Linked DNA regions of Mus musculus: all the other regions are linked to region 3. Evidence: chromatin contacts called from public HiChIP or PLAC-seq data. All regions are on one chromosome and are shown on one strand. The core of a region is the stretch at or near the end of the contact, and the rest is flanking DNA. Distances in the headings are between cores, read along the strand shown.

Region 1 (4,319 bases), core at 1,131-3,630, 340 kb before region 3:
ATGCGTGGGTTGCATCGCACAGCTTCCCAGGAAGCTTGGTTCTGAACCCACATCCCCCTCAACTGCTTGCTGAGTGTGCTTTCCTGTTGCTCCAGAGACTACTGTATACCATGAGCCACAGCACCGTCACTGTGCGAAGTTTTCTGCTTTTGTAGAAACATAATGGTTTCATTATGGAAAAGAGAGATTCATTATCTCCCCCTGCCTTTCCTCAGTGTGGATCAGAGCAGTGTAACTCTGTGTTGTGTTGTGTTCGATTTACAGTGGTTTTCAACCTGGGAATGGCAATCCCTTTGGGGCCCCATATCAAATATGCTGCATGTCAGATATTTACATTATGATTCAAAACAGTAGCAAAATTACACTTAGGAAGTAGCGAGAAGAATGGGTTTATGGTCAGGGGTCACCACAACATGAGGAACTGTGTTAAAGGGTCGCAGTATAAGACCCCTGAAGCTGGGCCTCTGCTCAAGTCCCGAGATGAGCTGGCCAGCACCCCAGTGTCCCGAGAGAAAACCACACCTGATGCAAACTGCAAGAGGTTTTATTAGCAGCTAGCTGAGGACGAAGTCCCTCCACTGTGCAGGGCAGGGGAGTTCGACCGGAGTGGTGACAGTAGGGGACTTTTAACAGCTAGCTGAGGAATTGGGAGGAGTTGGGAGGAGAGTTGGGAGGAGTTGGGAAGAGTTGGGAGGAGAGTTGGCTACAGCTCTTTTCTGGGGGTGGGTGGGGTGGGGGGGGTGGGGGTGGGGGGGTGGGGGAGTGGGGGGTGGTGGGGGTGGGGGGGTGAGCTGCAGCCTCCTCTCCAGCGTCTATCTCCATGTCCTTGTAGGTCTTCCTACAATTATCGCATCTCTGGCTGTAAGGCACAGAAACAAAAAGGTGTTTTGCTGGCTATAGAAAACAAAGAGCTTCTTTCTGGCTGCATTTTTAGAGATCAGGGAAAACACCTTGGGGAACGTCCAGGGGCCTTACCTTCCAGGTAGAAACACTCTTAAGTCAGGGTCTCACAGCAGCATTAGGAAGGTTGTGAACCATTGGTTAGAATATTTGATTTTGAGCACTACTGTTTGCGTTGCTGCTTTAGGGTTCATGAGGAATTGATCAATGAGTTTTGACATGAGGTTAAGCCAGAATTTCTAGCAACTTCTGACAAGGCTCAGACATACTTCTGTCATACTGTACTATGTAGTTATGCTTTTAGTATTCACAATTATAAAATCAAACCTATGGCCAACTCTGAAAAATGTTGATGATTCTCTGTGTTACGCAGTCCCTCAGATTCAGTTGGCATTTAGTTCTGTATGTAATGGCAAGTAAGCACACCCATTTCAACAGTATGCACATTTGTATGTGTACCAAATAATTACTTTAAATTTAAATTTATGTATAACGAATTACCAGCAAATGTTTGCTTTGTATAGTCATCTGCTTGGGTCACATAAAAATTTCTTAGGTGAGGGCTCTGTTGGGAAGATGTTTGTTTAGCACATAGGATATCCTGAGCTTCATTCCCAGGTCTGTATTAACCAAGACACAGTAGCATAAGCCTGTAATTGCAACAGGAAATTCAGAAGTTCAAAGATATCCCCTGCTACATTGTGAGTTCAAGGGCAGCCTGGGTTACATGAGATCCTATCTCAAAATGAAATAAAATAAAATAAAATAAAATAAAATAAAATAAAATCCCACCTTTCTCAAATGAATAGAGGTCAGAAGGGAACAAACAGGCCCCCAAAGCCTTGACTTGCAGACAATTTCAGAGGTAAGCCTCTTACCGTGACGTGTGCTCTCAATTCCTCTCAAGAAGCTATTAGTATATCAGATAGTGACATCATTATCTTCTGACATGGGAACAATTTGGGAACTCAGTACCGGGAAGTCTCTGGTTTGATTCTGAAATTCCTCCATAGAAGCTTCTGAGATTTCAGAGCTCAAGCATCCAACTCGAGGCACCGGGAAGAGGCTCACCATGGAAAGTAGAGACCCCTCGTGAGGCCAGTTGCCATGTGTCACAGGACGTCTGCTGATAATTTCAAGTAAGAGTCCCATGTAATTGGTGGCAGAACACTTGAGGATGTGGGGAAGGGGGGGGGGGGAACTCAGTGGACATTTGCCACAGGTCAGGATGCCTTTCTAGACTACAAATGCTGCCACGTGGGAAAGCCTCAGAGGAGCCTCAGAGAGTCCTCACTCTGAGCTTGTCACCATGCCTGTCTGCTGCAGCCTCTAACTCAGCGTCTGCCTTACAAATGCTGCTTAGAATTTTTCTGAAGTTGTACAAGATTTCGCTCAACTCTGGGTACCACAATGAGACATTGTCCCTGAACTCACTCTCCTCCTACCCTCTGACCCTTCCTCCTGGGGTGACTGTGCATTTTCCCAAACTCTTAACAGACAGCACCTCAATAACAATGGCCCTGCATGTAGCTTACACTTGCGGGGTGGAATAGGGGCTCCTTTGTTGCTGGAGGTAGGGGAAAGGGCATAAATTAACCCAATCTTTACATTCCTGTGAAAAACATGTGGACATTTTAAAGAGATCGAAATTCAATTTTGTATTTCATTAAAAAAAAAAAAAAAAGAATTCCTTGCACACAAACTGCCCTGACAATATTTAAGGAAACACAACTAAAAAGCCATGCCCACGGTCTCCCCATCCCGACAAATGTAATCATTTTTATTTGCCACGTTTCCTTCCAACCCTTAACCCCCCCCCCCCCCACACACACCCAAAGCATCCCCTCCATTGTCAGCAAAGCGCCACCGGCTTTTAGAAGAGTCACATTGTGATGGAGATGTCTCTTTTAGATAGTTATGTACCATTATTAAAGATTCAAAATACCATTAATTTCCTTCAAGCTCCATTATGTTTACCATCTATCAGGGTGGCAGCCCATTAATCACATCCTCGGTGCCTCGGGAGCAAGGGTGGACTCTGCTTCTAACAGGAGTCTGAGTACGGGACCCACAAAGGCAGGCCTTTCGCCAGCTGCTGACCCTGGGAGCAACGGGGTCTTTAATGGTCTCCTCTGAGGTAGAAACTCTCCTTTAGAAGATGAAATGAAAGGCTAGAGGGGTTTGAGGAGACAAAGAAAATGAGCTCATTCTCCCACCGTCTCTGTCAGAAGAGCAGTTGTGGACACAGCTGCCTTTACATAGTAGCCAGTAGAATGCAGAATGAGAGGGTCTTGACTGCCCCACGGTGTCCCCTGCCTGGGCTGACAGCTGTGTTGGAGCTGGGTGAACCTCAGGTTGCAGGAAGGGTGGAGGTCTGGGTGCTGCCATCATCCTATCTGCAGGGTTATGCCATGGGAGGAGCTTGGGATCAGTAAGTATCAAGTTCTCGCTGACAGAGTTTGCAACACAATATCAAGGGAGCGGTGGATCAAGGGGGCGGATCAAGGGAGCGGCGGGACCTTTCTGACACTTTTTCCTCTCACCTGAAACAGAAATCACACTAAATTATTTATATAATAGGCGATCTTGAGCCAAATTCTAGATGATAGTGTCTTTTTTAATCCCCCCCCCCACTCGAGACTGTAATAAAAGCCTCAGACAAACCCAATTAAGGAAGAAAGAATTTATTTTAGCTCACGGTTCGAAGTACAGTCTGTCACGGTGGGTGGTTGAGGCAGCAGGAGCTTGGAGCAGCTGGTCACCTGACCTCTGCCATCTCAAGAGAGCTAACGTATGCATGCTAGTGCTTTCTCTGTATAGTTCAGAATCCCAGCCAGGGAATAGTGTACTCCACAGAGGGCAGATCTTCACAAATCAATTAATCCTCCACAATTTTATCCAGAAGTCCACCTCCAGGGTGACTATAAATTCTATCAAGTTGACAACTCTAAGCATCACAATAGGCGTATATGCAAACTGGGAAAGAGAGCAGACAAAGATTGCAGTTTGGTCCTCATCCTGAAAAATTAAATTATATTCAGTGAGGCGAAGTAGCAGGGCTTCATATTCAAACAGCAGTGAGTGGGGTCTTGACTACCATGGTCAGTTCCAAACCTAGATGGCTATGTTGAGGGAGCTGGCAAAGAATTCTGGGAGTGTTTGTGAGCAATTGGCATTTTAATCAGCAAATGAATATGGGAAACTCTACCCTTGACCTCTAAGGAGAGTTCTGTCCCATGGGGTCTGGATAGAATGGAGAAACACAGGAATGGGCACACATTAGAATCTTGAACATTAGAAGTCCAGCTTCTCCTGACCTCAGATTCCAGCACATGCAGCTCTTCCTATAATGCCTTTCATGGGACTAACTGGTTCCCAGGTCCCAGTTTCATAATGAGTGCTACTTGTCTAATTATCTC
Region 2 (4,270 bases), core at 315-2,814, 270 kb before region 3:
CAGCCTGTTCGCAGGGAGCTAGAATGGAGGTCAGTTCAAACAAGAGGGGAGTGTGTGATCAGTGGGGGAAAGAATGCCGGGCTCAGACAGCTAGAAACAAAGTTAGCAATGGCCTGGGACCAAAAGCTAATCAGTTAATTAGTAACATGTGTGCTTGATTAGCGTTTCTACCGGACAGAAATGCTTTGCGACTTATCACTCATCTACATGGTCTGACCCCACACTGCTTCTATTAAATCAAGTTTAAAAAATTCTCTTAGCACTTCACATGGGCCTTAGATGACCTTGTCAGATTGTTTGACAGTTTCAGGGTGGTACTGAAAGGACATGCAGTCTCTTCCTGCCTCTTTTCTAAGCTCTAGCTATTGCTTCTGTGTGTGGGGTTGCTGGTGTGTGTATGTGTGTGTGCCTACATGTATGTGTGCATGTCTGTGTCTGAGTCCATGTGTGTGTGTTCAAATATGTTGATGCATGTGTTACATAATGTGTCTATCCATGTATATGTATGTATATGTGTGTTTCTAAGTTTGTACATGTCTATATATGTATGTGTGTATACACAAGTATATGAGTATGTATGTTCATGTGTGTCAATATGTATGTGTCTATTGTGCATATATTTATATATTATATATGTGTCTATGTGTCTATGTGCAAATGCATCTATGTGTCTATGTATGTATACTTGTGTGTATATTGTGTGCATATTATATGTGTGTGTGCATGTGCCTATGCATGTGTGTGCATGCATGTGGATACATGTGAATATGTGTATATGTGATTATATGTGTATGTGTGTATGCTCAGGTTGAGTGTGTGCAGGGTATCAAGGCCAGAGGTCAACCTTCAGTGTCTTTCCTTAGGTGCCATCCACTTTGGGTTTGGAGACAGGGTCTCTCATTGGGCTGGAGCTTGCTGACTCGGTCAGGCTGGTCAGTGAGCCCCCGGAATCCTTCTGTTCCTGGCTGTTCCCCCAGCACTAGGACTGAAGGCTGCCCTCCACTGTGGCCCACACTCATCATGTCTCCTCATATGTGTGGATCGTTTCTTAGCATGCCTTCTGTCGGTGAGGTGGGATCCCTCTGTGGTGAGAGCCTGCATGCTGCTGAGCCTTCTTCCTCCAGGTCTGTGCAAATGGAACGGTGTGGGCCGGCCCCTGATTCAGCATCACGGAGACTGTTGTGGAGAATCCCTCCTTGGATCAGGGATGCCTCACTAGGTGGTGTTTGCAGGGCCTGACCTATAGGGTTGGTCAAAGCTTTCTTGTGCCTTAGTTTGCTCTCTATGGGAGATGCCTGCAAAATGGATATGCCTGATTTCACTTCCACATAAATCTTCAGTTAGGTCAGGGAATGGTGGGGCGTTCTGCTTCCTATTTCATGATCTAACTAACGTGCAGTTCTTTCAAAGGAGAGGAGGATGTGGACACACCAAGAACAACTGAAACGAGAGCCCTGAGAGGACCGATGTCCCCCCAGGAGCACCTGCCCACAATGGGACTGGGAGGCCAGCTGCATGGGCACTGTGTACAAGGGCAGAGGCTTTCCTGTCCACAATGGCCTTGCCAAAAGAAAAAAGAAAAAAGCCAGTTAAAATGCAAATGGAGGGGCAGCCTGAGAGTGTAGGAGCCCCTCAAATCACAGAGTCTAAAAGACATCCTTTCAGAGTTTCTGTTCAAATTGCAAATGGCCTTCCTTTGTCCCTTAGGCCTGAGAGACAGTGGGAATTATTCCTTCCCTGAAAGCTGCCTTTCCTCTCTCCAGACACACAAACCAATTCGGTTTTAAAGTGCAAAGCACACATTCTGTTCGAGGGTCTTCGCCAGGATGAAGATCAACAGAAAAATTCCAGAGGCTTCTTTGCTATCATGAACGTCATCTGCCCTCCCCACAACCACAAACGTTCCCAATCCATTTTTCTGCAGAGGCCTGAGATTGCTACTCATTCATTTATATCAGCTTTGCAAACACAATAAACTCGCCCGCCAGAGTTCCCAAGAACTGGATGTTTCCAGGAAACCCCCCAGTGGCTTACAGGAGGGATGCCATATCTAATGGGCCATGTAAGTCTAAGCACTGGTGGTTTCTTCAGACTCTAACACTTTTTCCCTCTGAGGGGGTTTTAGAATTCCACTCATGAGATACAACAGTCATTGGCCACAGCCTGAGGATCACACCCTAAGCCCCATCTCTTTCTCCAAGGTGGAGAGACTCAGGGCTGGGCAATGCCGCCAGGGCAGCTGGGGCTAGGTTTGCTCACAGTGACAAACATATCAGGGAACTGACAGCAATCACAATCACGGGACTGGCGTCCTCGGGGTCTAGAATCACTTTGGAAGCCCTTGGGGACTCTGTACTGATCCTGGGACCACCTCGTGGCTGACCTCTCTCGGACACAGAAAGATATAGTGAAAAATAGTCCTTGGTCTGGAAGGACATACAGACAAATGATAAATTTCAAATTCTCAGAGGATCCTTCTTTTTTCTGATGTCTTTTTCTTCAGAAACAGTAGAGGTTAGAGTTTGAATCCAAGGAACATATGCATCCTTGACCCGAGGAAATCTATCACAGCTGAGTACAAGAATCTCCAGACCTGCCTTCCACCTAAAAATGCCTATGAAGAAAAATGAGTAGAAGAAAAGAGAGTCTCTTTTGGGATATTTTGCTATGTATTTCACTCTTAATTATGTGTATGTGTGCCCGGGTATGTATACATGAGTGCAGTGCTCCTGAAAGACAGAAGAGGGCGTTGGATCTCCCAAAACTGGACTCAAAGGTGGTTGTGAGCCTCCCCAAGTGGGTGCTGAAAAACAAATGGGCCATGTAAGTAGCAATCTCAGGCCTCTGCAGAAAAAAACGGATTGGGAACGTTTGTGGGGAGGGCAGACAACGTTCATGATAGTAAAGTAGCCTCTGGAATTTTTCTGTTGATCTTCATCCTGGCGAAGACCCTCGAGCAGAATGTGTGCTTTGGGCCCTCTGCAAGAGCCATCTTTCCAGCCCTCCTCTCCACATTGGCTTTTTAGCTTGAGTCTCTGATGTGTATTCTCTCTCCTAGACAGGGAAGGCAGCGGACCTGCCTCCTTGCTCCCTGTGCTCAGGGAATAAGGAGGGTTTAACCTGGCTCCCACTTCTAGGGAAATGCTTGGACCAGACTGGCCTTTTGCTCTGTCATGCCTGTTCTAACAGCCTCAGCTGCTGCTCCTAACCACAGGGTCACAGAGGATGGGCTCCTTCCCAGACAGCCCAGGTTTCAGGTCTCAGAGAATTCCATGAACATTCATTCACCCTTCAAACTGTTGCCATGAGACTCACCCAAGGCCCCGGGTTGGCCAGGATGGGGAACCCATCTTACAACTGCCTGGTATCCTTTATCACCTGATGGCTCCGGACCTCAGGGCCCAACAGAAACAGCCTGTTTTCATTTCCTTCAAATACATCTGAACCTCCCTACACTGGTTTACCCACCGCGCTGCAGAGAATTGAGCTCTGTTCTTATCACCCGCCCCATGCTCCTGGGCTTACACATCACCCACCCCCATCGAGAAAACAGCCTGTGATATCCAATCCATCTGTGTGTGGTCCCGTGGCTCTCTGCCTTGTGCTCCCATGGAGCTGGAAGCCTTAGCCAAGAAGGAGGGTCCAATTCTGAGACCCCAGTCTCTTAAATGTACCCACCACCCAGTAGGAGTCCTGGCCCTTTCCTAGGAATGCAAATAGGAATGGAGCATAGAGCCTTGTTCCCAGGCCGCAGACTTATGACCTGTTCTCAATCCATAAAAAAGAGAAACATGCTACCCCTTCATCTTCCCACCCTGGAGCATTTTGCCTCAAATTCCAATGACAATCTAAGGCAGCAAGATCACCTTTGGTACATCCAGGTAGCTGGGAAGCAGAAAGAGGCAGCCATTCTTGGAATGGACCAAAAATGCCCCAATTCCATTTTTCTGTAAAATAAAGAAATATCAACCACAGTTATGCCGCGTGGCAAGAAGACCCCAGAGTCGGGCCACCAAGAGGGGATGTGCCTGGTGGCCTGGGGCATCCCTCTTCCTTCTCTCCCACGTTTCTCTACATCTTAGGACTCTGGACCCTGCAGGCTCTGAGCCCACAGACATGATGGTTCTGGCCTCTGCTGCTGAGATAGATGTGAAGCCTGGCCTGTGGGGTAGGTGAGCCACAGCAATAGCATCTCCTTTCTTCCACCGGGCAGCTCCTCCCACTGCAACCCTCCCTGCTTCCGGTTTCTTAGCAGACAATCTCAATTCCA
Region 3 (4,215 bases), core at 1,420-3,919:
CTCCCAGCCGTGGGCTGGGAGAACAAAACACTGCCCACAGCCAACCTCCTTGTTCTCTGCAAAATTGTCACCATAAAATTCTACAGTCTCTGGGATGTGTTTATAAGAAACAATTTTTTTTTTTAAAGTGAAGTTTGAGGGAGTGTAGGCTAACCATCTCTCTTCAAACAATTCTAAGTGAGTGGATTTTTAACAAGGAAGGCATCAGAAGGCTAATCCCTGCAGAAAATATCCTTGCCCGACACCTGGTCCCACTTGCTTCTTTCTTTAGGCTGTTTGCTTCCATTGTAACAGCAGAGAGGTGCCCCAGTGCCTGGGGAGTTTGAAAACAGTCATTACTACTTGTCTATCAATTTTATCTAAGCACATAGATTTCAATTACCAGACTTTATGTTTGTTTATTGTTTATTTTATTCTGAGACATAATGTGTAGGCAACATAACCCAAGCTGGTCTCAAACTCATAGCAATCTTCCTGCCTCAGCCTCTGGAGTTCTGGAATCACAGGCATGCACCCAGCCTAACAGGCGACAAGAAACATTTTAATACCTGATTGTCCTTAAGAATCCCTGGTTGCTTAGCTGAAAAGTACAAATGCCTTTGGGGGCCCAAATTCCATTCTGTTTGCTACAAGATCTCAGAAAAGTAAAAGTTCTAAAGTTGTTGGGGCCCTTTCCCCCTCCTCCGTGACTCTAAAAGTTTATAAAGGAGTGGCCCTTCAGACTCAGCTCTGAGTAACTGCAACCAACTTCCCTGTGTAGATTTGAAAATTAGAGCACTCTGCCTCAAATCCTCACACAAAAAGCCACTGTTCTGACTAACCAGGGTGTTTCATGGTCTTTCTTTCTTCTTCTTCTTCCATTTTTTTTATCCCATTTAGAAAGCCTACCCTTGGCCAGCTCTGGGTCTGATTAGAAATCATAATACTTTCTTAGCTCCCTAAGGGTTTGCTAATAATACTGGATAAACTCCCCTCCAAAGCCCTGACTCAGTTAAGCACAAGCATGCAGCCGTGTAGCTTTCTGGAACTTTAAAATATATGTGTGTGATTGCACTGTGCATGCCCCTTTAAAAACAAACTGGAGGAACCCAACAGGCAGCTAGCAAGCAGTCGGACTTCCCCAGCTTTTACACCTCTGCTCCCAGACAGATCCTTCCAGCCCCTGCTGCCTCCTGGAGGCAGCAGCTGAGCTCAGCAGAGAGCAGCACAAAGTGTTCACCGCTCAGACTGGGGGAAATTAGAGCAAAATGTTTCCAAGCTGGAGCCTGTGCACAGCTCCCGATCGAAACAGGGTTTTCATTTCATTTGGGGCAGGCTTCTATTCAGATGGGAGAAAGACGGGGACTTGGGGGCTTTATCCATTTACAATCTGCAACGAGCCAGGCACAAAAAAACAGAACCACCCCCATCCCTCCTTTCTGGTCCTATCCATTGAGCTCCACATTCTCCTGAACTAAATAAAGACCACAAAGCCAGCATCTGCTCCTTCAAAGAAAAACAAAGTTTCCATACTGGCCACAGCACAGACTGGGGTCTCAGGGATGCCACTAACCCAAGACACCTTTAAAAAGATGCTTGATCCTACCTCACATCGAAACAATTAATTAATCTGTTTGTGAGCAAATGAATGGAGAGACAGAGAGAGAAAGGGGAAGAGACAGCCAGTCTGCCTTTCACAGTGCCTCATTTTCCTAGTAGCTAGCAGCCAGGAGTCTTGGCTGACCAGGATCCCCTGACCTCAGAGTCTCCCTCACTCCCAGCCACCCAGTGAACCTTTATGCACCCTAACAAAAGTCAGCAACACTCACAGTTCACTTGGAGAGTAGATTTAAATTCAAATACTAGATTTCTTAGTGTCTGCTTTTTTTTTTTTTTGTCCCAATTGAAGTTGGACAACACTTTCTAGGAGAACAATAAATACTCAAAATTAGATTAGCAGGGGTGCCATGAAGAGATAAGATGAAGAGGAGCTAACATTCAATTTACAACTTCCAGAATTCAGGAGCTGTGAATTAATCCATCCCCACCCCCCAGAGCACGGAGTTTAAACTCATCCTAGACTCAGAATGCTCAGCCCAGTTGTCTGGTCCGCTGAAGGATGCCTCTGGGCATATCACATGCCTTTCTGGAAGTGCGCTTGTGGTTTTTACAGCCAATCTGATAACCAGAAGTAGGAGTGGGCAAACAGTGATGCCAAGCTCACCCCTAAGCTGGCTTTGGGCAACCTCAATGGGGCATCCCACATTCTCTGCAAAGTTTCCCTGCTTCCTGGAACTTAAGTACTCACAGAAACAAATCAGAGTCCAGTAGCAAACAAACATACACAGAGGTTTCCCTCCACAAATGACTGAACTCAGATCCCCCAAATCAGGAGCAGTAGCTTGCAATGCAGGCATGCAGCGTGCTTTGAGCTTTCCAATCCGGACCTGCAGGCTCTAAAGCCCCCAGCTCAGGGATCCAAGAGTTCTCAGAAAAAGCCCAGTTCTCGTAAGAACAGGAGTCCTGCCCCTTGCCGTAGTTGCTCGGCAAAGCTGTCGCAGAAGCAAGGCTTTCTTACTTACCTCAGGGCTTCCTGGGCTGTGGTTTGCCTTCCTGACGGTGAGCGCTGCAGGCTCCTTCAGTGCTGAGCAGTTTGTAGCAACTGAGATCTCTCAGGGCTCCGGACTTGCCTTTTATATACACTGCGGGAAAGTGCCTCTAGGTGGCAGTTTTGCAACCCTCGGCTCTCCTCCCGCCCCTCCTCTCCCACCACAGCGCGCAGGCATGCAGGCTTGTACAGGCGCACACGCCCTCCTGTAACCCTCTCTAGGTTGTTGTTTCCTGCACAAACACATTCTTGGGAGCCCTCAGATCCCTCCCTTTGCAAAGGCTAGATCCTATTGGGGGAAATGTCAGCAGAAGAAAAACCAAAAGAAGTCCTAGGACGTTCCAAAATGATAGAATATTGATCCAGTCTCAGGTATAGCTTTTAATAATCCCATGAGCACCGGGAGTTCCTTTGAATGCCTGTAGCTTCAGGGAAGACTTTGTTCCCAAGACAAATTACTCTGAACTTCTGAACTTCGATGTTGGTTTGTCAAGCTTGCTCTTTCTTTGTCGATGCCTCCTGGACAGAAGTCACATTTTGGAAAGGGGACGATTAATCGACCCTGTACCGCCATCACCCAGAAGTGAGGGAAAGTGCCTTTAGGTTGGATCCAGATTCTGCTGGAACTCTTACACAAAGTCCTTAAGGCCCTATTAAGACCGTGTTCCACGGAGTCGAGCAGTGCCAGTCACTGAAAAGGCCTTGTCGCAGGTGAGGTAGAGTCGTCATTGTGAGCTTAGCCAACTTTTATCGCAGTCCTCATCTTTATCAAAATCTACATTCTAATCGCGATGCACATTGCTAAGATTCCCTGTTTTGTTTTTTAAATGTGTCTCTTGCAATTCCCCATTTAGTAAAACTCAAGCACAAAATGACCCAATCTTTACTTTTAAAGCCGCGCCACTGTAACGCCTCCCCAAGTGCCCCCCACCCTCCAAAGGGCTGGTGGTCACTCTGCTCTCATGCCCCCCTGGGCCTCTGAAAGGCAGTTACAGCACCCACAGTTGAGGCGCGGGCTGTACGCAAAATCTGCCTTCACCAACACTTGCCGAGTCTATTTTCTAAGTCTCCGGAGAGTGACTGCTGAACACAGGAACCCGAGAACTTGGGGATCAGAGTCTCACGTAGGCTAGAGAGCTTCGGTCTAGGGAAAAACCTTAACAAAAGAAGTGGTTTGTTTAAACAGCCTTGCACTTTACTCCTGGCGGGGCAGATCCTGCTCAGTGAGCTCCTGAGGAGCACACCTGCTTTCCGGGCTGTGGGAGGGGTGTGTGTCTGCAAGGAGTAGTGTGAGATCTGGTGGGGGGTCATACGGCCTCCTGGGGAGTCTGTGACCTCAATGCAAGGGAGAGGCCCTGAGGCCTGTGGGCGGAGTCTGTGGCCCGGAGATGTGGTCTGTGGTCTCAAGGGTGGATCTGGGTCTAGCTAGAGGTGGGCGGTCCTACAGCCACAAAGACTGGTCTGTGGCCCCAAGGGGAGGGAGGTCTGAGTCAACAGGGAGGGTCTGTAAGAACAGGGAGTGTCCTATAGCATCAGGCAGGGACCTCTGAGGCCTCAGGGTCAGAAAAGGGTCTGGGGCCTCCGGACCCAGCTGGGCCGTACTACCCCAGGCCTTCTAGCTTTCATTC
Region 4 (4,049 bases), core at 696-3,195, 360 kb before region 3:
CACTCTACACTTTTTTTTTTTTTTTTTTTTTTTTTTTGGAGACGGGGTCTCTCACTGACCCCTGTAGCTCATCAATGCAATGAAACTGAGTTTGCAACTAAGCCTCAAGGAATCATCCTCTTGTCTCTACTTCAACAGTTCCAGGATTCCAGGCTACACTGTTGCTTTGGTTACCTTTCTGTTGCTGGGATAAACATTATAACCAAAATCAACTTGAAGAGGAAAGGGTTTATTTGGCTCACACATCCCAACCCTGTCCATCCCTGAGGGAACTCAATGCAGGGACTGGTCAATACCTTGAGGGAATGGTGCTTATTGGTTTGCTCTTCCTTGGCTAGCTCAGTAGGCTTTCATATGTACCTCAGGAACACCTGCCCAGGGCTGTCACCAAGCACAGTGGTCTGTGCCCTCCCACACCAATCATCAATACAGGAAGTGCCTATAGGCTTGCCCATGGGCCAGTCTGGAGGAGACATTTTCTATTTCTCTTCTCTTCAGATTTCATTTTCTTTAATTTGTTTTTGGTATAATATTTTAATTAACTCATTAGGAATTTTATACACGTATACATTGTACTCGGGTCATACTCACCCCCTACTCCTTCTAATCCTCCAAGATACACCCCTACTTACTCACCTTCTTCCAACTTTGACTTTTTAAAACATATTTTAGTTGAGATAGCATAACATCAATGACCTCTTCCCTTTCTTCCTCCAGCTCCTCCCTGCTATTCTCCCCTGATCCCCTCCCAGGCCCCCACTCTTAAGTTGATAGCCTCTTTTCTTTTATTATATGTTATATATGTGCACACATGTATATATGTGTGTGCAAATACACACACATGTCCTGCTGAGTTTGTTTTTGCTAGTGGCATGTACATGGTTTCAATCCTGAACACTGCATTGAACAACCAATAAGGGATCTCGTCTCTGGGAGAAGCTATTTGTCTTCTCTGTTGTCATTGGCTGCCAATAGTTCTTTGTCTAGAGATGGGAATTTGTGAAATTTTCCTGCTTCTGTATTAACATGTCCATTGATATTGTGTTCCCAACAATCCATGATCCCTGCACTGTCCAAGTGTGGTTTTCTGTGATGGTCTGCATTTGCTGTAAAGAGAGGGCTTTTTGATGAGACCTGGTAACTACACCTCACTGAGGGTATAAAGAATTTTATTAATTGAATTTCCCTTGACTCTAGCTTGTGTCCAGTTGACATGAATCTAGCTAGCACAGCTCTGATGCCCGGCTTTTTCTGTGGATTCTCAGGATCCAAGCATAGATCCTCTGGCTTTCACAGCCAAGCACTTACCAACTGAGTCAAACCCCAAAGCCCTACTTTCCTTCCACACTCTTGAATTTGTTTACAAGTAATAACCTTTAAGGGCTTGTGGTGGTTTGAATATGCTTGGCCCATGGGAAGTGGCACTATTAGAAGGTGTGGCCTTATTGGAGAAGCCTTGTTAGAGGAAGTATGTCACTGAGGAGGTGGGACTCTGAGGTCTTTTATACATGCTCAAGTCTGGCCATTGTGACAAAGTCTCCTGGCTGCCTTCCAACTAAGATGTAGAACTCTTGGCTCTTTCAACCCCATGCCTGCCTGGATGCTGCCATGCTTCCTGCCATGATGATAATGGTCTGGACCTCTGAAAATGTAAGCCAGCCCCAGTTAAATGTTGTCCTTATAAGAGTTGCCCTGGTCACAGTGTCTCTTCACAGCAATAGAACCCTAAGTTGGGGCTTGTTATGCAAAGTACAGGGAGTTCTTAGTATTCAGAAATTACATTTCAAAGTTCCCATATATGTGCGTTTTCCTGGGAGATTCCATATCGATGTTTTTAAGGGGGTCTGTGTCCCTGAAGGCTCTGGGCCTGTTTATCTGCATGGGGCTGCTTGCCACTGCCAGGGAGACAATTAGTGTCTGGCACGGGTTCAGCCCCAGCTGCTTCCCTGGGGACTTTTGTGTTCTTGTTTGAATACCAAAAAGTTAAATTACCCACGTGCCTCTTTGTCCCACAGTCCCAGCTTCGTGGCCCTGAGCTGACATGTAATAAGTCTCTGAAAGAATCTAAGTAGAAAAGATCCACAAAGCAGTGTGCTGGAGCCTAACCTTGTCAAAATGCCCTGTGCAGACAGTAATGAAGGTAGCAACCATCTCAGAAAAACAAAGAGCCCACGCTTCAGGGACCTCCATATCCCGGGCTGAGCACATTCCCAGGACAGCGAGGAAGCTCAAATCTGTTTGCAAAGCATCCTTTCTGGCAATCTTTGGAGGAAAACCTTCCTTTGATAATGGGGGAGTTGGAAGACATGTAGAGGTGAGAAAACTCCAAATGATGTGAGGAACATCAACAACCCTTTCTGGAAGGGCCATAAGGGAAAGAAACATTGAGAATGGTAAGGGAACCAACCTAGAGATTTCATGTGCCATAAAAAGCGACCCTAATGCTCTCCAGGCTGGGGCTCATCTAACTCCTGTTGGTCCAGGTGGAGACCTGTCTGTCTTTCCTGGATCTTCTGAAAGCAGTGATGTGGCTTTGGGCATGACTAGTGCACCTCTGTGGGTCTTCAACTTTCCCTCCATAAAGGGCCTTCTGTGATCACAGTAAGGTCAGACAGGGATATGTAAGGTAGAGAGTGTCTTAGTCAGGGTTTCTATCCCTGCACAAACATCATGACCAATAAACAAGTTGGGGAGGAAAGGGTTTATTCAGCTTGTATTTCCAAATTGCTGTTCATCACTTAAGGAATTCAGGACTGAAACTCAAGCAGGTCAGGAAGCAGGAGCTGATGCAGAAGCCATGGAGGGATGTTCCTTACTGGCTTGCTTCCCCTGGCTTGTTCAGCCTGCTCTCTTATAGAACCCAAGACTACCAGCCCAGGGATGGTCCCACCCACAAGGGGCCTTTCCCCTCTTGATCACTAATTGAGAAAATGCCTTACAGCTGGATCTCATGGAGGCCTCTCCTCAACTGAAGCTCCTTTCTCTGTGATAACTCCAGCTTGTGTCAAGTTGACACAAAACCAGCCAGTACAGAGAGGTCTGTAGCATGCTTTATGGTCTTCCTTTATGCCATCCCCTAGCCATGAGGTGGACTCAGATGCTTTCTCCAATGCTGGCCTCTGCCTTTTAAGTAGCCTTCCTCTCCAAGGTGCATACCTGCCCAGCGAGGCACCATTTTTCCTTGTAAGTGAAGACAAGTCTTGAAGTCACATGGTTGGGTGCAGTCAACTCCTCCAGTAGTCTCTCTTTTCTGACACCTCATGGGCCAGCCTGGGGTCAGGACTGAATGTGGGCTCAGAGCAGAGCATGTTCCCACTCTAGGGCTACAGTACTGTCAGCCCTTTGATTAGAAACTGCATCTTAAATGTTGTGCCCTCAAGCTCTTGTTGCTTGACTCATGATCAGGGAGTGTACCCTTTCCTCACTCTCCACTGTTAATGAGGCTCGAGATTCCTACACATGGCTCGCTGATTTTTCCCCACCTTGCTCCTGGATGCCCTCTCCTACAGTACATCCTAATAAATAGCAGGGTTCTCTACTATCTCTCTACTATCTACTCTCCCATCTTCCTGTGGGCATAGAAAGTGATGCTTTCCTTCAGCCAAATATTTGAGCTCTTCTGCCCAGTGTCTGGGTTTCATCTAATGGTGATAGGATACTGGATTTCTCATCCCAGCTACCTTCCCATCAGCCTATTACTATCCCCTAAACTCCCTGCCTTTCCCTTCCCCCCACATACACCTTTCTGGCTTTGTTTGGTGTTGGACACTGCCTATCTCCTTTATGGTCCTCCCCCCTCATTTGAAATACGTAATGTGTTTGAGCAGATGACAGCTATGAGTTCCCTGTCATCACCACTGATCTTTATGCCGAATATCCCTAAGGTCTCTAAGTCCACTGCTCCATCCCTTTCTATGGTCTCTTCTACCTTTGACTCTGGCACACTCTGATACCATTGGAAGATAACAGATTTTCTAACTACTAAGTTCAAGGTCATGGGGCTTCCTCCCCACTACACTCAAAGGAGAACATCTGTCCTAACCCCACTT
Region 5 (4,405 bases), core at 1,347-3,846, 320 kb before region 3:
GAACCATCTGTACCTGCTCTGAGAAGCATAGACAGAAAGGTTCCAGCACGAGGAAGAAAGGTGCTAGGAATTGTGAACCCCTTAGGACATGCTCCTATCTGGGGACACAATTAGCAAGTAGTCAAGGGCCCTTATTAGGGCCTATTCCTTCTGAGGTGGGGTATAAAGCTGGTCATGCTGCCAGCAAGGGTCCAGCAGCTTGTTCCTGCGGCTCCTGAACACTTGCACCTGAGCACCTGCTGGATGCTGAGAAGGTATTTATTTCACAACCCCCGTGTCTCTATGGTTCCCGACTAAAGAGTTTGTAAAGAGTGTGGGGACTGACAGTCTTCCCTTAGACAGTCAGAAAACAGGACTTCATGAAACATCAGCCTGGCCTCTGGGTTCAAGATGGATTCTGTGTGAATGTACACCCTCCCAGCTGTACTGTAGTCTGAAATCACACTTCACAGTCTCAGTGAGATCTGAGGGCAAGGGATCTCATTGAAGAAAGAAACTATGTAAGCCAAAACCCATGCTTTCTAGCTTTTATTTATTTGCATGTGTCTGTGTATGTGCTAATGTATGTGTGTGTGTGTATGGGTGTGTGTGTGTGTGTGTGTGTGTGTGTGAGAGAGAGAGAGAGAGAGAGAGAGAGAGAGAGAGAGAATGTGTATGTGTCAATGTATGTATGTGTGTCCACTTTGTCTTTTGAGATTATGCCCTTACTGTCCTGGAGCTTACCAAGTAGGTGAGACTGGGTTGTCATTGAGCTCCAGGGATCTGCCTGTCTCACCTTCCCAGCATTGAAACTACGGGCATAGACTACCACTGTCTATGTTAGGGTTTTATTGCTGTGAACAGGCACCATGACCAAGGCAACCCTTACAAGGCCCTTTAATTGGGGCTGGCTTACAGGTTCAGAGGTTCAGTCCATTATCATCAAGCCAGGAGCATGGCAGCGTCCAGGCAAGCATTGTGCAGGAGGAGCTGAGAGTTCAATATCTTTTTCAGAAGGAAAACAGAACTGGCTTCTAGGCAGGTAGGACAAGGGTCTTAAAGCCCACACCCACAGTGACATGCTTCCTCCAAAAAGGCTACTCTTATTCCAAGGCCACACCTCCAAATAATGCCACTCCCCGGGCCAAGTGTATTCAAATCACCACAACCACACCTGGACTTTTTACTTGGATTCTGGAGATTGAACTCTGGTCCATGTGCATGTGAACCTTGCTCTCGGCCTATCTCAATGCTCCCTCATTTTTGAAAGGGGAGCAGTTAACATGAGATTCTCTTCTGAGTGCTAATTCAGTCTTATAATCAAAAGGCCAGACGGGAATGACTCCATGTTGGACATCACATGGAGAAACACAGAGAAAGACACACCATTGTGAAAGTGTCAGAAGTCCAGTGACACAAGAAGCCAGCAAGCACAAACCAACAAAACAGGCCTTTGCTGCAAGAAGCACCAGTCTTGGCTGTCCAGTGACAGGAAACAGGCCATCCTGGTCTTCAACATCTTCCAAGTCACATCCTTCCTAGGGACACGGGATGGTCTCAGGACTAGAAGGCCCCTTTTCCCTACAAGCAGTGATGATATTCGCTGAACTGAGCAAAGATTAAGACGTGTGCCTGGCAAACACAGAAGTGGATGCTCACAGTCATCTATAAGATGGAACACAGGGTCCCCAATGGAGGAGCTAGAGAAAGCACCCAAAGAGCTGAAGCGGTCTGCAACCCTATAGGTGGAACAACAATATGAACTAACCAGTACCCCCCTGGAGCTCGTGTCTCTAGCTGCATTTGTATCAGAAGATGGCCTAGTCGGCCATCATTGGTAAGAGAGGCCCATTGGTATTGCAAACTTTATATGCCCCAGTACAGGGGAATGCCAGGGCCAAGAAGTGGGAGTGGGTGGATAATGGATCAGGGCAGGGGGAGGGTATGGGGAACTTTCGGCATAGCATTTGAAATGTATATAAAGAAAATATCTAATAAAAAAAAAAGACGTGGGAGGCAGCAAACTGAAAATTCAATGCATGAATAAGATGCTGAAGAGAAAATGTCAAGCACCTGCGCTGCAAATCCCTCCCATCCCCCACCCCTCTCCACCCCCACCCCACCCCCTAGCCCACCCCACCTCCCACTTCAAGGAGATTTTGGAAAGGGGGTAGAGCTAAAGAAAATGCACTAACCAGCTCTGGTGGTTGTTTTCCATTCTGTGTGCTCCAGTGCACATTTTGTCTGCGGGGTGGGGAGTGGGGGGATGGAGGAGTGGTAGTGGGGGGGGGTTGGGGGAGAGTAAGGGGCAGCTCTTAGGAATGTTGGCGATGGGCGTGTGGGCTCTTAAGCCATACCACTGAAAAGACAGCAAGTGAGGCTCCTGTACTCCAGCCAAGGAAGGGGACTAAGCCAGAAACACAAGGAAAATGTAAACAGAAATCACAACTGAGCCGAAATGAAGACCCCCTAATATCAGCTAATACAATAACATAAATGTTAAGTACTTCTGTTAAACGACGAAACCTCGGGCTATATAAAAGCAAGCGTGAACTTGTATCTCCTTCCAAAGTATTTAAAATGTGGGCATGGTCTTGGCAAAGGAGTTTGCTGGAGGAAGCATGTCCCTGCAGGACAGAGAAGCCAGCCAGAAAGAAGGAATCCAACCATCTTGTTCAGCTACAATCCTCTGAAAGTCTGCTGGATAAGGGTTTCCTGGAGGAAAGGAGACCTCGCTGGGAAGGTCACACTGCCTTGACTCTTGGGTAGGTGACATTCTCTGGAGGTGGTTCAAGAATTTACCTATGAATGGAAAGAACCAAGGACTTACACCAGTCCTTTCAAACAAAGACATCAGCGTTTTATGATCTGAGCACCCATTTGTCCTTATAACTTTCACACAGGAAACATCAGATAAAATCCCCATCACGTGACCCCATATCCTTTCAATGCAACCCATTTTGTTTGCGGATTGTTTTGATTTGTTTTAATGCAGCCCAGACTGGCTTTGAACTCATTATACAACTGAGCATGACCCTTGAACTTCAGAACCTTCTGCATGCATACAAGACCCAGAGCCCGTAAATGTCACTGGGTGAGGGACATGGAGCTCAAGGCCTCCTGTGCGCCATCCAAGCACACTGACATTGGAGTCTCACCCTAGCTCACATTTCATTTTCCCATGGCTTTTTCCAGGGTGGGCATCTTCCTAGTGTGCTACACCACTGAAGAAAAATTATTCTGTGTCCTTCAGTGGTCACCTGTCACCAATAGTTCCTCAGGCAGGGATCAGGACTTGTGGTAAGCCATTCTGGCATCTTGGGTGCTGTTGGGCTTGCACAACAGTAACCACAGCTGTGAGTTCATAAGTGCAGTGGCCATGTTGTATCCTGAGAAAATAGCTCACACAGCTCTTCCCCTCTTCCCCTCCCCACCTCCCCTTTCCTCCTCCCTCTCCCCCTCCTCCCCCTCTGGCTCTTAGCTGCTCTCTGCCCCTCTTCCTCTGTATTCCCCAGCCTTGGAGGGGGTGATATGTGTCCCGCTTAGAGATGAAACACTCAAGACAACTCATCCTTACCACTTGGACCAAATATGAGTCTCTGCAAAAAAAAGTCTTGCCCACTGGAAAAAGATGCATCCCTGACTAAGGTTGAGAACAGCGCTAATCTATGGGTAAAAATATAAATACTGCGAAAGTGTTCTGACAACTTTTTAATTCAATAAAACAACAGTAGTATTTTCCTACTTGGCCTGTGACCTCTCAGACATACAAGTCCAGGACTTTGTATTCAACTCTATCTATCTTGGTTGTGTTGATTTAAGGAGTTTCCTCTCTTTTTCTTCTCTATACCACCCCCAGCCCTCAGTCTTTTTTGCATGCAGACCCTGCATGAATCCCCATTCATTATAGGACCCAGTGTTGAAAACAGCTAGATATTTGTGTGTACAAAGCTGTGTGGCGGTGCTAGGGGACAGTTACACACCACAGGCTGTGAAGGAGAGCCAGCATCATTTAAAGAAACAGGCAGCTGACTCCTGAAGGGGTGCTGCAAAATCATGTAAGACCCCGAAAGCAACCAGGTAAAGGTCAAGTGTGATGCCTGATAATTCTAACCTGTGACGGACAGGAAGTTTGATCGCCTGGGCAGAGTCTGGGCTGCTCTAGCCTCTCATCTGTCCCCAACCAGGAGGCAAGAAAGCCAGCGAGCTCCACTGTGGACGGAGGAGGAGGGAAGGTGCATGCTCTGCTAATCTCTTCTACAGGGAGGATTCAGACCATGGTAGCGACACTGGGAAGAAGCCCAAAGGACCTTCTGGTGTGTTTCTGGCGGCCATCTTTCTCAATCCTTGTTCCTAGAGAATGCTCTCCTGAGTGTTTACTTTGCATGAGGTGGAGCGTTCTTCCAGCTGCTCGGGCTGATAGAAA

What was found. HiChIP or PLAC-seq counts read pairs in DNA pulled down with a chosen protein or histone mark.
Region 1: an H3K27ac HiChIP or PLAC-seq map of differentiating embryonic stem cells shows a contact between it and region 3, with 5 times the contacts expected there. The contact joins the enhancer-like site here to the promoter of Ackr3 in region 3. A contact is called at or near these places in 10 of 39 promoter capture datasets (the 3T3-L1 cell line, the SN4741 cell line, cranial neural crest and 7 more), 2 of 15 datasets of contacts at CTCF or cohesin (both in the NIH/3T3 cell line), 3 of 484 Hi-C or Micro-C datasets (cerebellar granule neurons and embryonic stem cells), 21 of 115 datasets of contacts at active chromatin or transcription factors (SST interneurons, craniofacial prominence, differentiating embryonic stem cells and 12 more) and 1 of 9 other capture datasets (embryonic stem cells).
Region 2: a contact with region 3 is called in an H3K4me3 HiChIP or PLAC-seq map of neural tube, with 5 times the contacts expected there. The contact joins the enhancer-like site here to the promoter of Ackr3 in region 3. A contact is called at or near these places in 8 of 39 promoter capture datasets (3T3-L1-derived adipocytes, cranial neural crest, embryonic stem cells and 5 more), 2 of 15 datasets of contacts at CTCF or cohesin (both in the NIH/3T3 cell line), 14 of 484 Hi-C or Micro-C datasets (cortical neurons, embryonic fibroblasts, embryonic stem cells and 8 more), 24 of 115 datasets of contacts at active chromatin or transcription factors (astrocytes, craniofacial prominence, differentiating embryonic stem cells and 13 more) and 2 of 9 other capture datasets (adipose tissue and embryonic stem cells).
Region 4: an H3K4me3 HiChIP or PLAC-seq map of embryonic basal ganglia shows a contact between it and region 3, with 4 times the contacts expected there. The contact joins the enhancer-like site here to the promoter of Ackr3 in region 3. A contact is called at or near these places in 5 of 39 promoter capture datasets (the HPC-7 cell line, cranial neural crest, frontonasal cranial neural crest and 2 more), 2 of 15 datasets of contacts at CTCF or cohesin (both in the NIH/3T3 cell line), 5 of 484 Hi-C or Micro-C datasets (cerebellar granule neurons, embryonic stem cells and stem cell-derived neural stem cells), 21 of 115 datasets of contacts at active chromatin or transcription factors (VIP interneurons, craniofacial prominence, differentiating embryonic stem cells and 13 more) and 2 of 9 other capture datasets (adipose tissue and embryonic stem cells).
Region 5: an H3K27ac HiChIP or PLAC-seq map of embryonic stem cells shows a contact between it and region 3, with 7 read pairs. The contact joins the enhancer-like site here to the promoter of Ackr3 in region 3. A contact is called at or near these places in 5 of 39 promoter capture datasets (the 3T3-L1 cell line, 3T3-L1-derived adipocytes, cranial neural crest and 2 more), 1 of 15 datasets of contacts at CTCF or cohesin (the NIH/3T3 cell line), 4 of 484 Hi-C or Micro-C datasets (embryonic stem cells and uterus) and 20 of 115 datasets of contacts at active chromatin or transcription factors (the NIH/3T3 cell line, craniofacial prominence, embryonic basal ganglia and 11 more).

The regions. Positions count from the first base shown.
Region 1 is chr1:90,543,037-90,547,355 of GRCm38.p6, reverse strand. It overlaps Gm35141 (a long non-coding RNA gene), which reads left to right. Exons shown (of 3, transcript XR_001779152.1): 2 at 1,914-2,039. Among named protein-coding and RNA genes, the nearest start is that of Gm35141, 2.6 kb to the left of the region's middle. Within about 2 kb of position 2,380, at least 12 of the 459 cell types and tissues checked have an H3K27ac peak or open chromatin away from gene starts, as enhancers often do. A contact at or near this core is called in differentiating embryonic stem cells and stem cell-derived epiblast-like cells, where this site is marked.
Region 2 is chr1:90,472,570-90,476,839 of GRCm38.p6, reverse strand. All of the region lies in intron 1 of Gm28722 (a long non-coding RNA gene), which reads left to right. Among named protein-coding and RNA genes, the nearest start is that of Gm28722, 29 kb to the left of the region's middle. Within about 2 kb of position 1,564, at least 24 of the 459 cell types and tissues checked have an H3K27ac peak or open chromatin away from gene starts, as enhancers often do. A contact at or near this core is called in cortical neurons, embryonic basal ganglia, embryonic forebrain and 5 more, where this site is marked.
Region 3 is chr1:90,202,434-90,206,648 of GRCm38.p6, reverse strand. Ackr3 (atypical chemokine receptor 3) reads right to left here and starts at 2,669. Exons shown (of 2, transcript NM_007722.4): 1 at 2,562-2,669.
Region 4 is chr1:90,559,022-90,563,070 of GRCm38.p6, reverse strand. All of the region lies in intron 2 of Gm41917 (a long non-coding RNA gene), which reads left to right. Among named protein-coding and RNA genes, the nearest start is that of Gm35141, 13 kb to the right of the region's middle. Within about 2 kb of position 1,945, at least 10 of the 459 cell types and tissues checked have an H3K27ac peak or open chromatin away from gene starts, as enhancers often do. A contact at or near this core is called in embryonic basal ganglia, neural progenitor cells and stem cell-derived neural progenitor cells, where this site is marked.
Region 5 is chr1:90,526,587-90,530,991 of GRCm38.p6, reverse strand. No RefSeq gene overlaps it. Among named protein-coding and RNA genes, the nearest start is that of Gm35141, 19 kb to the left of the region's middle. Within about 2 kb of position 2,596, at least 4 of the 459 cell types and tissues checked have an H3K27ac peak or open chromatin away from gene starts, as enhancers often do. A contact at or near this core is called in embryonic stem cells, where this site is marked.